2 separate regions of the Gossypium hirsutum genome follow, and region 1 is linked to region 2. The links are chromatin contacts, called in public Hi-C maps. All regions are on one chromosome and are shown on one strand. The core of a region is the stretch at or near the end of the contact, and the rest is flanking DNA. Distances in the headings are between cores, read along the strand shown. Region 1 holds the start of LOC107913882 (NADP-dependent malic enzyme). Region 2 holds the start of LOC107915242.

Region 1 (6,986 bases), core at 2,182-4,681, 150 kb after region 2:
CCACAGATGCTGTTCCCTGCAAAAGGGGTAATTTTCCCATATCATAAATGAGATGTTTAATCCTAATTGATTTAAGAAAATTAAGATTAAATGGTAACCTGAATATCATCATTGAAAACCAGATGAGTTGTGCCATATTTAGCAAGCAAATCGAAGGCATTGTGGTTTGCAAAATCTTCAAACTGCAAAAATCGTTAAAGATTCAGAAAACATTGAACTTAACATATAAACAAACACATCATATATTCCAGCCAATATTCCATTCATATCTCGCTCGAGTTAACTTACCTGAATGAGAACTTTTTCCCCATAGTTCTGCTTGACTGCACTCATGAATTCGTGCATAAGTTCGGCATATTCCTAGAGTCAAGAAGAACAGAACCTCTTTAGTATTAAAAACAAAATCTGATTGCCTTCATAACTAAAGCAAAACAAGTGTACAATAAGATTACGTGCCTGCCCAGTAGCTCTCCTTCGCCTAAGCCCTATATAAAATTCATCATTCAACAATTGCTCATTGTTTGTACCCACATCAATGGTTACAGGCAAGCACTGCAAACAGCAGCTAATGTATCAGCCATAGCATAAGGGAAAATATTGCCAAACATGGTTAACAGTAAGATACAGATCATTATGAGGCTTGTCCGGATTCATAACCTCTTAATAAAAGCAATATGTAAAGAAGCCTTCCATCAGTCCTTTAGTAATAAAGCAAAGGGTAGTAAATACTCATCATTACATATACTTACAGCAGAAGGACGAACTCCTCCAAGTGCAGTATATAAAGAGAGCTTCCCTATAGGAATTCCCATTCCCTGAGAATATAAATTACCATTAACAAGTCAATAACACATGTGAGAGACAGAGGCAGTTATCATTAGATGTCTCTGAGTATTTATACCTGACAGCCAAGGTCCCCTAGACCCAAAATCCTTTCCCCATCAGTGACGACGATGACTTGAATATCCCTCTGAGGCCAATTTCTCAGAACTTCATGAATCTTCCCCCTGCAAAGGACACAAGTCAGTGTAATACAACGGGAAAGAAGCTCAAATTCAAGAATCCGATGCCAGCTATAATCCGAGGAACCAATTCTCTATGTGAAACGTACTTTTCTTTCAAACTGATAAAAAGACCCTGAGGGCGCCTGAAGATGCTCCCATATTTCTGACAAGCCTCACCAACAGTTGGGGTATAGACAACAGGCAGTAACTCCTCAACATTGTCGATCAGAAGTTTGTAGAACAGCCTTTCATTTAACTCCTGAAAATGAAAGTGAAACCGAAATCAATTCAGAAGTGTTAAAGTCATTAACAGCAATTGATAAAAGCATAAAGTATTATTTCTTTCTGAGTACGATAGTCCGAATAAAAATTTTTAGAAACACTTAAAACAGAATAAGAATGGGAACTAACAGCAAGGAGGAAAGATTGTGAAATTAAATAGAGAAAATAAAAATCATAATCTCACAATAATAGGAGGAAACATAATAGCACAAAGCTACACAAATTCAAACATATTGTTCATATAATATGATGAACTAAAGAGAAATAAAATCATGCCATCGGGTGCAGCTACATATTTGACATTCAAGAAACATGCTGCAATAATTCCAGCCAGAAACCTACGACTTTAGAGCAAACGGTTACCTGCAAATCCATCATGGCCATGTACTTCTGCAGAGGAACTTGATACTGGCGGATACTATACATCATTTTCTTCACCTGGTGAGTAGTGGTAAAATAGTTCATTAAACATAGCAAGGGTTAAGGAAAATGAACAGAATTCAACAGAATGATTCAAGTGAAGTCAAAAAAGATGTACGAGCAGGGTAGATAACCTGAAGTTCTTGGGAAATAACTGTGGGGGGAAGAAGACCACGCAAGTAATAAGAATCTCTTTCTTTCTCATTAAAGGCGAGTCCTTTGTTGTGGTGAGGATCTCGCAACAACGAATACCCACTGCAGTGCATGAAGAAGAGCTTAGTCTTTGAAAGTATAATTAATTGGATTTTTGAAATTAGAGTAGTTCAAAAAACGTAACATTTATTTCCTAGGAATTTCAATCATATCTAACAACCAACACAAAGACAAAACAACAAATCAAAGATCTGAATTGGTAAAATTATTGTTGGCCACAACATCATGATCTAACATTCAATACAAAACAAAGAGTTCACAACAAGTACATCAAAAGGAAAACCATGAACTTAAACACAAAGAAGAAGACCAGAAAATAAAATAAGACCCAACACTTAGAAGATCACCTTCTTATTTAAATGTTAGACAAAAAAGAGATCTGTCAAACATATATGAAAAATCTTAAAAACCATCATGTCATACCCAGAAAAAAGAAAGCTCATAATAGAGGTGGGAAAAGCCAAATAAATAAATAAAAATTACACGAGAAAGATATTAGTGCAAAGGAAAGTAATCGAATGTTACCTGGCAACAGAGAGAGACCAAGGGGTGACAAGTTGATCGTCGGTGGCGGCGGCGTCATAGTAGAGGTCGCGGTCTTCGCCGGTAACAGTAGGATTGGGGTCCACATCAGCAACAGAAGAAGTGTCATCTTCTTTTATTTCTTTCAATGGGTTGTTGTTTTCAATCAAAACGCTGCTGTTTCGATCCCTGTTGGGGCCTAAAGCTGTGACTTTGACAGAAGCTGGTGGCAGCTTCTTCAGCTTGTATGAGAAAGGGCTTGATGACCCAGAAATGCCAGTGTTGTTCTGTCCCCCCCCCCATCCCATAAAAAAAAAAGAAAAGAAAAGGTCAGTAACGAAATCAAATAAAAAGCAAAACAGACTTTTTAAATATATATATATGTATTTGTGGTAAATCTGAGATCTTTAATGTCATAAAAGAAAGCCTTAGATGTTGAATATCTTTCAAAGATGTGCAAAACCAGATAGGAGGAATAAAAAAGAAGGAAATTTTTATTATTGTAAAAGAGCTACAAAGGAAAGACCCTGAAAAAGGTAAACTCATGTGATTTTCAAACTAGAAAAATACCAGAGAAAAAAAAACGAAACATGAGGAAGAGATATAACAATGATTAAGGTTTAGAAATAAATTATAGGAAATGGGTAGTGAAAATGAAGAATGGGTTGATTAAGAAATTACCAGAAAACAGCTTCTGTGCAAGGAAATCATGGTGAGAGAAAATGTGGGAAGACAAGAGTCTAGAGCTTTTGTTAGTGGAAATCTCTCAATAGAAACAAGCAAAGCAAAGAAAGGAAAGATGGAAAGGAAGAGAGTTTAGAGAGAAAGCAGATGGGTTATATAAAGCTTCCCTTTCCCTTCCTTTTCCCTTCCCTTACTCTGCTTTCTCTCTCTACCCGCTGATTTTGTATCTATGAGGGAGAGAAGGAGGAATCCTAAAAAACGTGTCCGGTTTTTATCCCTCTCTGCTACCCTCAGCAGACTTTTGGTGACTGCAAATGACAAGTGGGTAGCTGAGTTTGTCCCTTTATTACGAAAGTGCCACCACCGTCCCCTCAAGTAGGACGTCCAAAAAGAGTGGGTCCCAACCCAAGCCAACTTCCTGCGAATCTTGTTTAATTGCTGTATGTTTTAGGTGTGTTGAGCTGATGAGTTCGGGTTTGGTTTTCTGAACAACCAGACACTGGTTGCTTGATTGGTCGTCAACTTGTAAATCATAATAATAACAAAATAATTCTTTTTTTTTTAAGTATTCTTTTGTTTCGGGAGTCGGAAATTTTACTAAAAAAAAGAACTATATAATTATGAGGAGAAATTTTGAGATAAAATTAATGAGGATCTGCTTCGAAATATTCTGCATTAGTACATTGAAAACAATTTTTAATCTAGTTTTGCAGCCCTTGGATTAAGAATTCTTCGAGATTTATAGTGAGATTTGTCATGTTATGATGGTTGAAACATATTTAAAAAGCGCAGGATTCGTTTCATCAAATTTTATGGCCAAGAAAGAGTCTGAGAACGTCTTCTTCATGCAGTTGTGTGCGGCAATTTTTCATGTCAATTCCAAGATTTTCGGGAATGTCGTCTTCATGAAATCTTGTCGTCTGTTTATATGCGTATTTCTTTTCCTTCTTCTTACCAGTATTTCAATGTTATTGAAAGGAAACAGATTAAACATACATATCTAGATGATGTATATTTTGTTACATTAATGTTTTTAAAATGTTATATTAATTTTATAAAATATAAATTTAGGAAAGCAGCAGCAGGCATGAGGACAAAGTAAATTGTAGGGGAGATTTAGGAAAGCAGACATAGTGAGCTCCTCCTCCTCCTTCATTCCCTTTGGTAAAACAAAAATAAAGACATTGGGAGGAAGAAGAAGCCAACTTTCTGAACCACTGTAACATGACAGCCATTTGATTTTTAGTTTCTGGTTCTGGGCCTTTTTGTCTGTCGGTTTCTTTATTTCATGTGGCTGATAACTTTTGTCTGACGTGGCTTTTCTAGAGCTAGTTAATTATTATTTTGAAATGTGTTTTCCAATTTTGCTTTTTAAGGAAAATTATTTTTAAAAAGTGTGATAAAGAAAATATGAAAAAAGGGATTCGTTAATTTTTAGTAATTTATGTTATTATCAAATATGGTTGTTTTTTAGTTTTCATGCTCATTTTGTAATTTATTTTTGGGATTCATGGTTATTCCTTTTAACAATATATTTTTAAGGTAGATAAAATATAAATTTTAAATGTTTTTTTACGTAATTAATATAAATTATTCATAAAATTAACAATAAAATATTTTTAAAACTTAAATATAATAATAAATTGGTAATTTACTAATTTTGCGAAATGGTGAATTATTTAATCAATAAAACCAAGTAGTTTGGTGTTATGAGAACCAAGTAATTGAGAGATATGTAAAAGTAGATCCCACATAATAAAACCAAGTGCTTTGCTGTTTTTATTAATAATATGACTCGGGAATTTCTTAATATCATCCCACGTGCTCTGCATTTTACCTTTACAATATTCTATATATTATATATAAAAAAAAGAGATTTTAGGAATTAGTAAATATATTTTAGGTAGTATAAAAAATCAATAAAGATAATTTAGGCATTAAAATTATGAGCGGTTAAAATTAAATTAATTTAATCGGTCGATGACTGAATTTAATTCAGTTAAAGGTTAGTTAATGATTTTTTAAAATTTCAGTTATCGATTAATTTAATTTAAAATCAGGTAATTAATTAAATGAAATAATATATAATATATTTTTATATTAGTAATGTATTTTTAACTATTATTTTTATATTAATCAAAATAAATAATATAATATAATATATAATATATTTTTTGAACTATTAAAAAAAAGAAGAAAATGAACATTAGCAATGTATTTTTTTATATGTTTATACTTATTTTAATCAAAAGATAAAAACATATAAATTTTAGTTTATATGGTTAAACGATCAAATTAATCGAAATATTTCAATTTGGTTAATTCATTTGAAAAAATTTTGATTCGGTCAGCGGTTAAAGATTTTTACATTTCAAGTAATTGGTTAGGTTAAAAACCGAGCCGACCGTTTGAACACCCCTAATTAGAACTTAATTAAGTATGTTGTAAAAAAAAAGCTAAATAGTTTATAAAATTTAAATTTTATTACATTTAAGTTTTCTTTTTATCGCTGTAATATAATATAAAGCTGGATTGGCTTCCTAATCGCTTTTCTCACGTTCTTTTTATCGTACCAATCATCATCTCTTAGATTCAATCTGAAATTCCAATGAAGCATGGGCAGTTGAGAATGAAACCAAACCAGAGATTGTATTAGTCCTAACTCCTAAGGCCATTTATATTACACGTAATAAAGTGGTGAATTTGATCATAACCAGTTATATATATCAGTTTGTTTTCCTCACTCCCTGTTTCTTTCTTGGTTACATAAAAAGATGGGAAAAAACTAACAGACAAGTGTGAGGGTAGGTGGCATAGCAATACCATGTGGTAATTGCATTTAATGGTAGTTGAGGTTTTGGTGTTAGATGACATTCGCCTGCATAGCCATATTCAACCCCGTTATAAAAAATTCTCATTTTACGCCCCTCAAATAATCATTTACATATTATATTAATTTAATTCTAAAAATTTCAAAAAATATATATAAAAAAACATAAATATTTTTTTGGAATATATGATAATAGATTTAAATTTTATATTAATGTTAATAACATTATTAATACTAAATAAAATAAAAATCCCCTCTCCCCCCTCCCTCTCAGCTTTAGTTCTTTAGAATACAACACTCTATCTTAGAGCAATGGGCTCCTTAACTATGTTACACTGTGTCTGAAGAAACCTTCCTCAACTTTGCTAAAGATTAAAAGAAAACCCAGAAAAAAAGTGAATATTTTTCAAAAGATTTGGTATAAGTAGATATTTTCCATCAAAACACAAGAGGGTTTGAATATAGAAGCACTTACGCTACAACCAAACTGTGATTATCTACTATAGAAAAACACACCCCGAAACAGATTACGCAGAAAATCAATCTCGATACCTGTAACCATTTGTATTGTTTTAAGCAAACCCTGCTGTCAAGGGAATGAAATCCATTGAAAAGATGTAACACAAAAAACAGTAGGCAGTAGGAACTGCTTTTTCTAATTAATTGATATTCTCCAAGGTAACACACAAAAAAACAAAACAAAAACAAAGGACATTCCATAGCTTTTCGACCTACAGGTTTTGCCCTAAATGAAAATCTAATGGGTAAAGATTTTAGTATGGTATCGATTATAAATTTTGGTTACTCATAGGAACACGTCTGTTTTCTTTGAATCCAGTTAAGACTAGGCAGGCTATCCAATCCTTGATAATAGTCCACGGAAAGGTGAAATTTGGTTGTCCTACCTTTTAACACACTATTTTTTTGACCCAGTGGAGTTATAGTGGAATATTAGACGGAAGATGTTAGCATGTATATTATATACAAGGGGCAATGTATATTTTAGCTTCCTAATTTGCACTTTGTTAGTA
Region 2 (7,014 bases), core at 1,512-4,011:
GCTGCTGCAAAACTCACAAGCCCAGAAGCGAACGACTATGTGGAAAAATCATATAAAAACAATGGCTAATGCAGGTTACCTTCGCGTTATTATCCCGACGCTCTAACCAACCGAGCTAATAGGTCATGTTTCTTATGCAACGATAGTGCTGTAAATGACCTGGATTTATGTTTGATGTTTCACCAATCATTTACTTGTTTTAATTGTGAAATTTTAAAAATGTAAAACAAATCTTGAATAAGTGAAATTACACCTTTCACATGAATTTCATTTATTATTTAATATAACAATATATTTGAAATATGTAAAAATATAATTTTAAATTTAAATGAATATATAAATATCTAAAATTTAAAATTATGTTAGCATACAAAATACATTAATTTTTAAATTCAACTAACACAATCTAGCTAGTTCAACCATCTGATGAGTCCCTGTACTATAGGCTTAATTAAGAACTAGTAAGAACAAACGATCCCTAGTAACACCTCATTTATCTCCTAGATGGACATGCATTATTCCAACCGGGGCTTGAGCAAATTCTTTCAGAGTAAACTCTTCCATGGTGGCCATGCGCGTCATGAAGTCCGCTGCGTGATTGGCTTCTCGAAAAACATGGTATTAGCGCCCTCTCCATTTGTGTTCTTGATCATGTGAATAGCAAGAGAACTATCAGTTTCAAGCAAGATCTTCCTGTATCCCTCTCGCCAAGTAATCATCAAACCATCGTGAATCGCCCATAGCTCAGCTCTTATCGCAGACTAGCCACCAATTCGCCGACAATATCTCCGGATCCAACCACCCTCGTCATCGCGGAGGAGACCAGCTGTAATAGAGTGTTGACAGCCACCAAAAGAAGCCTCATCAACATTAATCCTTATCCAGTTTTGCGGCGGTGCCATCCATCCGATTTGTTGCCACTCCTTCTGCCTTGAATGGCCAGTAACCGATTGTCCAGACGCAAAATATTCAGCCCAAGTCATACTTCTGTTAAGCAAAGCCAATGTCGAGCTACTTTTACCCCGAAAAATAAACGTGCTTCTGTCCTTCCAATTATTCCAACAAACCGTAGCAACAAAACATTCCACTCAATACTAGAATTCAAAATAGAACCATTATACTGGAGGTTAACTACGATCCATTCCACAAGGTCAAGATTAAAGAACCTGTTCCTAAGGGTAGCAGGAATATTTTGAAGCCAAGCAAACTTTGTTGTCGGACATTCGCGCGCTGCATGTATAATAGTTTCCTGAATATTACCACAACGCATACACGGTGTATCAGCATTAAGTCCTCTTCGACATATTTCCACATTAGTTAAGATCCTGCCTCGTGGGAGTAACCATAAGAAATTCATGATGCGTTGAGAGCATTTTATCCTCCAAACCAGTAACCAAATAGGATCGGTGTCATTCCAGTTATGGCCTTTAAGAACTTCATAAGCACTCGAAACGGTAACTTGACCATTGCTGGTCCCTTTCCAAATCATTTGATCGCACCCAATACCCTCATTGGGTGGCCAAATACTAGCTATCCGGTTAAGAATAATATGGTTCAAACAGTGGGATACCGCTTGCCAATCCCATTCCCCCAAATCCGTCACCAACTCGCAAACACGAGCATCCATATTAAGACTATCCGAATTCAAAACATGGTAACAAAAGGGGTCCAAAATCAGGAACCGAGCTATCAGTCCAAAAACGAACCATTAGGGCATCAAAAACCTACCATAAAATATTAGCTCGCACAATATCCCAAACCTTTGCAATTGAGCGCCAGGAAAACGAACATCATCCTATTTAGTGACCAATTGCATACCAAGCTTTACAAAAAAAGCCATATTTTGCTCATTTAGTCTACGGTTACCAAGTCCCTTATTCCGGCATGGTTGACAAACATCATTCCAGTTCACCAGCGCTAATTTTTTCTTATCCAATCTTGACCCCAAAATGAAGCTTCTTGCAAGCTTTTAAATTTGCTTCCAAATAGTAATGGGAACCATGCTTACTTGCATAAAATAGTTTGGGATGGCTAATAGGACTGACTTCACCAACGTAGTTCTTGCCGCCATAGAATGGAAGCGGGTATCCCACCATTCAAGCAGCTTCTGACATTATCAACCAAGAAACTGTAAGTACTTGTAGTTATCCGTTTGTGAAAAAGCGGCAGACCTAAATATCGCCCAATGTAATTCTGATTGGAAATACTCGTATGAGGCGAAAAATAAAGGCGAGAAATAGGCAAACTGGTCAAGAATAGCCATAATAGAACTAGCCTGAGAGCTATCTGCTTCAGAAAACAGAACTAAATCGTCTGTGAAAAAAAGGTGAGATAAACTAGGCCCATCCTTGGACAACTTAATAGGTTTCCAAAAACCCTCGGCAACCGCTTTATTGATCCTATGAGCAAGTCTTTCCATCCCCAAAATGAAAAAAACATGGCGACAAGGGGTCACTCTGGCGAACACCTCTCGAAGGAACAATTTCATCCATAGGACCATTCCATAGAATCTGCATAGTACAAGTAGAAACAGAGTGCATGATGAGAGTAATTAAGTGACGAGGAAAACCTGCATCACGAAGAGTGTCATTTAAGAAATCCCAACGAACTCTGTCGTAAACTTTTTCAAGGTGGACCTTGATGGTCATCCATCCTTTCCGGATTCTCATTGAATGAATGATCTCCTGAACAATTATACTATTATTTATGATTGAGCGACCTGCGACCAAGCTCACCTGACTCTGCCCAACCAAAATTGGCATTATGCCCTTTTGCCGATTCACAATTATTTTTTACGTATAATGTATGTATTTGATTATCAAAAAGTAAATAATAAATGAAATTAAAAATTTGTGAAAGGATACTGGCCTAAGTATAATTTCACTTAATTGCGCACACGATTTCTTGTACGTTTTAAAATTTTCAACATTACAATAAACCAAGATTATTTAAAGTACTAATTCATTAAAATCGCAACCTGAAGAATATGGCCTATTAGCTCAGTTGGTTAGAGCGTCGTGCTAATAATGCGACGGTCGCAGGTTTGAAACCTGCATGGGCCATTTCTATATATTTTTCCCTTTCGTTTTTGGGCTTGCACATGTGAGTAGGGGGTGTTCATTCGGTTAGCCGACTCGAAATAACATTAACCGAATTAATCGACCTTTTAAAATTTTTAACCGTTAACCGAACCGAAAATTATATGTTTTTTATTTTTGGTTAAAAATTAACCAAATAAACCGAATTAACCAACTTATCCGAATTAACCGAATTAATCGAATTGAATCACTACATAATTAAATTATTTTTAGACTTTTAGACTTTAGTTTCAGTTTTAGTTTTAGAATTTTATTTTTATTTATTAAATTATTTGTAATTTTTTTGATTGGGTTGGGTTGGGTAATTAGGTTCGGTTGAATACTTGGGTTTAGATTGGGTTTAGGTGAATGGGCCTATTTATATATTATAATTTTATTTATTAATTTTTTCGGTTAAACTGAAAAAATTCGGTTAACCGACCGATTTCGAACCGAATTAACCGTTAATCGAAAAATTAAAAAATAATTAACCGACCTCCGACCAAAAAAATTCGATTAACCGAATTCAGTCGGTTAACCAAATTTTTTCGATTTTACCCGAATTTTGCACACTTACTAAGATTTTGCAGCTCTTTTTATTTTCAAAATAAATCCTTATACTTTTATTGAATCCAAGTTGTTAGTCTTTTATTATTCTTTCAGATGGAATTCTTTTTTTCATTTGCAAAGCTTATGTAGGAATAAATTATTTATTATAAAAAATATAAGATTTACTTGAATCAAGTTATGAAGTTTTTCTTTTATCATAAAGGGTGTGTGTGCTTCACATTTTAAGGTTTTTTGGAAGTTATCTTAGTAGACAAATAAGTTAATCTTCCACCAAAGATACAAACAACTGTTAGCCTTGACGAATGGTGGTTGTTTGGAAGTTATCTTAGTAGAGTCTCTTACTTGTCTCTCTTCTTAGAGTTGCAGGGTTTTTTATATGTTGACCTAAGTTTGAGATGGTTCTACCTAATTTGTTTAAGGCGTGAATAACGATATTTTTATTATTTTTTTAATATTGAAATGAACTATTCGCTGGCATGAGGCTAGGTTTATGCTTGAGCTTGGATTTTTTTAAAAAATAAAAAAAAAATTTAAATTTACCATTTTAACCTATTAATAAATATTAAAAATCCTACCACACGCATATGCGGGTGGAAACCACAAATATATAACACAAATGTGTATTTAAAAATAACATACAATAAATAATGAAATGTACGGCTTAAAACTAATTAATAATAACACATGAAATATTTACGATGTTAAAATTAAAAAAATAAATAAAATTATTTATCATTGTGTTGTCCTAAATCTTGAGTCGGTATCGAGTTAACTTTTGATACTAGCTCAATCAAATATATTATTAATATATACACTTGATGGAAGTTATAAAATATGCATAATAAAATTAAAAGATATAAAACTATCAAAATAAAGCTTTAGTTTAGTGGTATATTAAAGCATTTACTAATGCAATTTGTTTGGGCTTAATTCTCATCCTACGCATATTCTTATCATTTTTTTGGTAAAGTACCTTTGAATAATATAATTTATTTTATTTATGGAAGGGTATTTTCATAATTTTCCTAATCGAGTTGGTGATCCGATTAAGGATGGCACCAACTCAATCAGGAGTTTAAATAATAGTATAGATTTATACATTCTAATCGGTGTGGTGTCATGAGAAAAAATCTAAAAAGGAATAAATTTAGATAATAATATAATAAATTTAGATAAAAATTTGGACGTATCAAAATTTTGTTGATTGTCTTGCTACTTATTAACGGGCATTAAATTGTGAATACTTTAGGTATCAAAATAAATAATTTTAAAAGTAATGGTATAATATTGAACATTTGGCCAAAATACAGGTATTATGTATGATATAATCCCATTGAATATTATAGATTAAAAATATAAAATATAACACGAAGTAGGCCCGCCGAATCTAACATCTGACTAAGCAACTGAACTTTTTATCTTGTTCTTCACACACACGTGTACTCATGGCATTCTGTAATAGGGTTTATTTTCTCCTTAAAATATAAGAGAATTAGTCAAAGAATTGTTTTCTATCAATGAACGGACTTTTGTTTGTTATTGAAGTTCAAAGAATGAAGTGGAGGTCACCAACTCACCATTGCTCGGATTGTAAACCAATATAGATTCAATGACCATTCACTGATTTGAGTCGGAAAACACCCAGAATTCCCATTTAAAATTTCCAAGATCTTCTCTTTTTCCTTTTTTTGGGGTGGGAAAATGGGGAAGGTTGCAGTTAGGGTGGCGGTGGTATGTGGGGTAGCGGTAGCAGTGACAGCAGCGGTGGTGGTTCATCATAAAATGAAGAAGTCAGGGAAGTGGGAGAAAGCAATGGAGATAGTGAAAGAGTTCGAAGAGAAATGCGCGACCCCGATTTCGAAACTGAGACAAGTGGCTGATGCCATGCTTGTAGAGATGCATGCGGGCCTTGCCTCTGAAGGTGGCAGCAAACTCAAAATGCTCATCAGCTATGTTGACAATTTACCTACTGGGTATTTCAATTTCTTTCCTTCGTTTATAAACATCAATGGTTATGTATTTACTGCTGTTTATTGGATTCAAATATAGGGTGTTTTCTCACTTATGTCTAACATAACATGTATAAAATATCAATGTTCGTTCATATATTGCTTCTATAAATGTGTGTGTTTATATAGATACGCCTGAGTATTTTCCATCAGCCAAGCTAAGTCTTAGATGGAATTTTATCGAATCAGCTAATATGAGGTTGTCTGTGGTTTGAGACTGTAGGACCAAGTTCATGTTGGAGTCTTTACATAGATGCACATCTAGAAATTTATGTTTCATCTGAGATTGTAAATATTTTTTATATATTTTCTTTTCCTAAATAAGGAATGAAAAGGGGTTGTTTTATGCATTGGACCTCGGTGGAACTAACTTCCGTGTGTTACGACTGCATTTGGGAGGGAAGGGCCGTGGTATCGTCAGTAAACAGTTTGAGGAGGTGTCAATTCCTCGGAGTTTGATGACAGGGACTTCAGATGTAAGTGCTTCTGTTTTACGATAGATGAAGGGAAACTGGTTGAGGCATATGGAGGTCTCTAATGTATGATAGGTGATCTTGATTTCAGGCATTGTTTGACTTTATTGTAGCAGAACTTGCAAAATTTGTAGCTCAAGAAGGCATGGATTTTGAACTACGTCCCGGTAGGCAGAGGGAACTTGGTTTTACATTCTCATTTCCCGTGTTGCAATCATCCATTTCTTCTGGAACACTTGTTAGGTGGACAAAAGGCTTCTCTATAGAAGAAACAGTCGGTGCTAATTGCTCATTCGCTCTTTTCATAATTATTATGCATTAATGTTTCTCAAATTTTAAGGAATGTACCATTTTTTGTCATTGACTTATATTTCTTTACTGTTATTGGGTGCTGAATTAACAGGTCGGCCGAGACGTGGTAGCAGAATTGACGAAAGCCATGGAAAAACAAGGCCTTAACATGCGTGTTTCAGCTTTTGTAGGTTCATGTTGTGGACCTTTACATGCTTGAGTTTCAGCATCTTGCTTTTTCTTAATTGTTAGTCTCCTCCCAATTCCCATGCCTTACTGCAACCGTTTTGAAACCAGGTCAATGATCCTGTTGGGACACTAGCTGGAGGTCGTTTCACCAACAATGATGTTGTTGCTGCTGTGATCCTCGGTACTGGATCAAATGCCGCATATGTTGAACGTGCCCATGCGATACCAAAATGGCATGGTCTACCGCTAAAATCAGGAGAGATGGTTAGCTGATCTTTTTAATTTCTCTTGTAAACTTTGTACAGCTTCGAGATCGTTTCTTTCTTTATTGATGTCACAATTTAAATCTTTATTCAGGTTAACTAAAGTTGCTGTTGGCATTTTTGTGAAGGTCATTAATACGGA

The links. A called contact is a pair of places that touch in the nucleus more often than the background predicts.
Region 1: a Hi-C map of leaf shows a contact between it and region 2, with 2.3 times the contacts expected there. The contact joins the promoter of LOC107913882 here to the promoter of LOC107915242 in region 2. A contact is called at or near these places in 2 of 34 Hi-C or Micro-C datasets (both in leaf).

The regions. Positions count from the first base shown.
Region 1 is chrD10:7,045,433-7,052,418 of Gossypium_hirsutum_v2.1, forward strand. LOC107913882 (NADP-dependent malic enzyme) reads right to left here and starts at 3,432. Exons shown (of 20, transcript XM_016842551.2): 1 at 3,123-3,432; 2 at 2,445-2,728; 3 at 1,841-1,961; 4 at 1,650-1,724; 5 at 1,112-1,263; 6 at 902-1,007; 7 at 750-815; 8 at 457-552; 9 at 289-360; 10 at 99-182; 11 at 1-16. The coding sequence starts at 3,152.
Region 2 is chrD10:6,896,776-6,903,789 of Gossypium_hirsutum_v2.1, forward strand. It overlaps LOC107915242, which reads right to left and starts at 2,762. Exons shown (of 2, transcript XM_016844406.1): 1 at 2,468-2,762; 2 at 2,117-2,286. The coding sequence starts at 2,762. The coding sequence ends at 2,117. It overlaps TRNAI-AAU (transfer RNA isoleucine (anticodon AAU)), which reads left to right and starts at 2,989; the gene lies at 2,989-3,062. It also overlaps the pseudogene LOC107915066.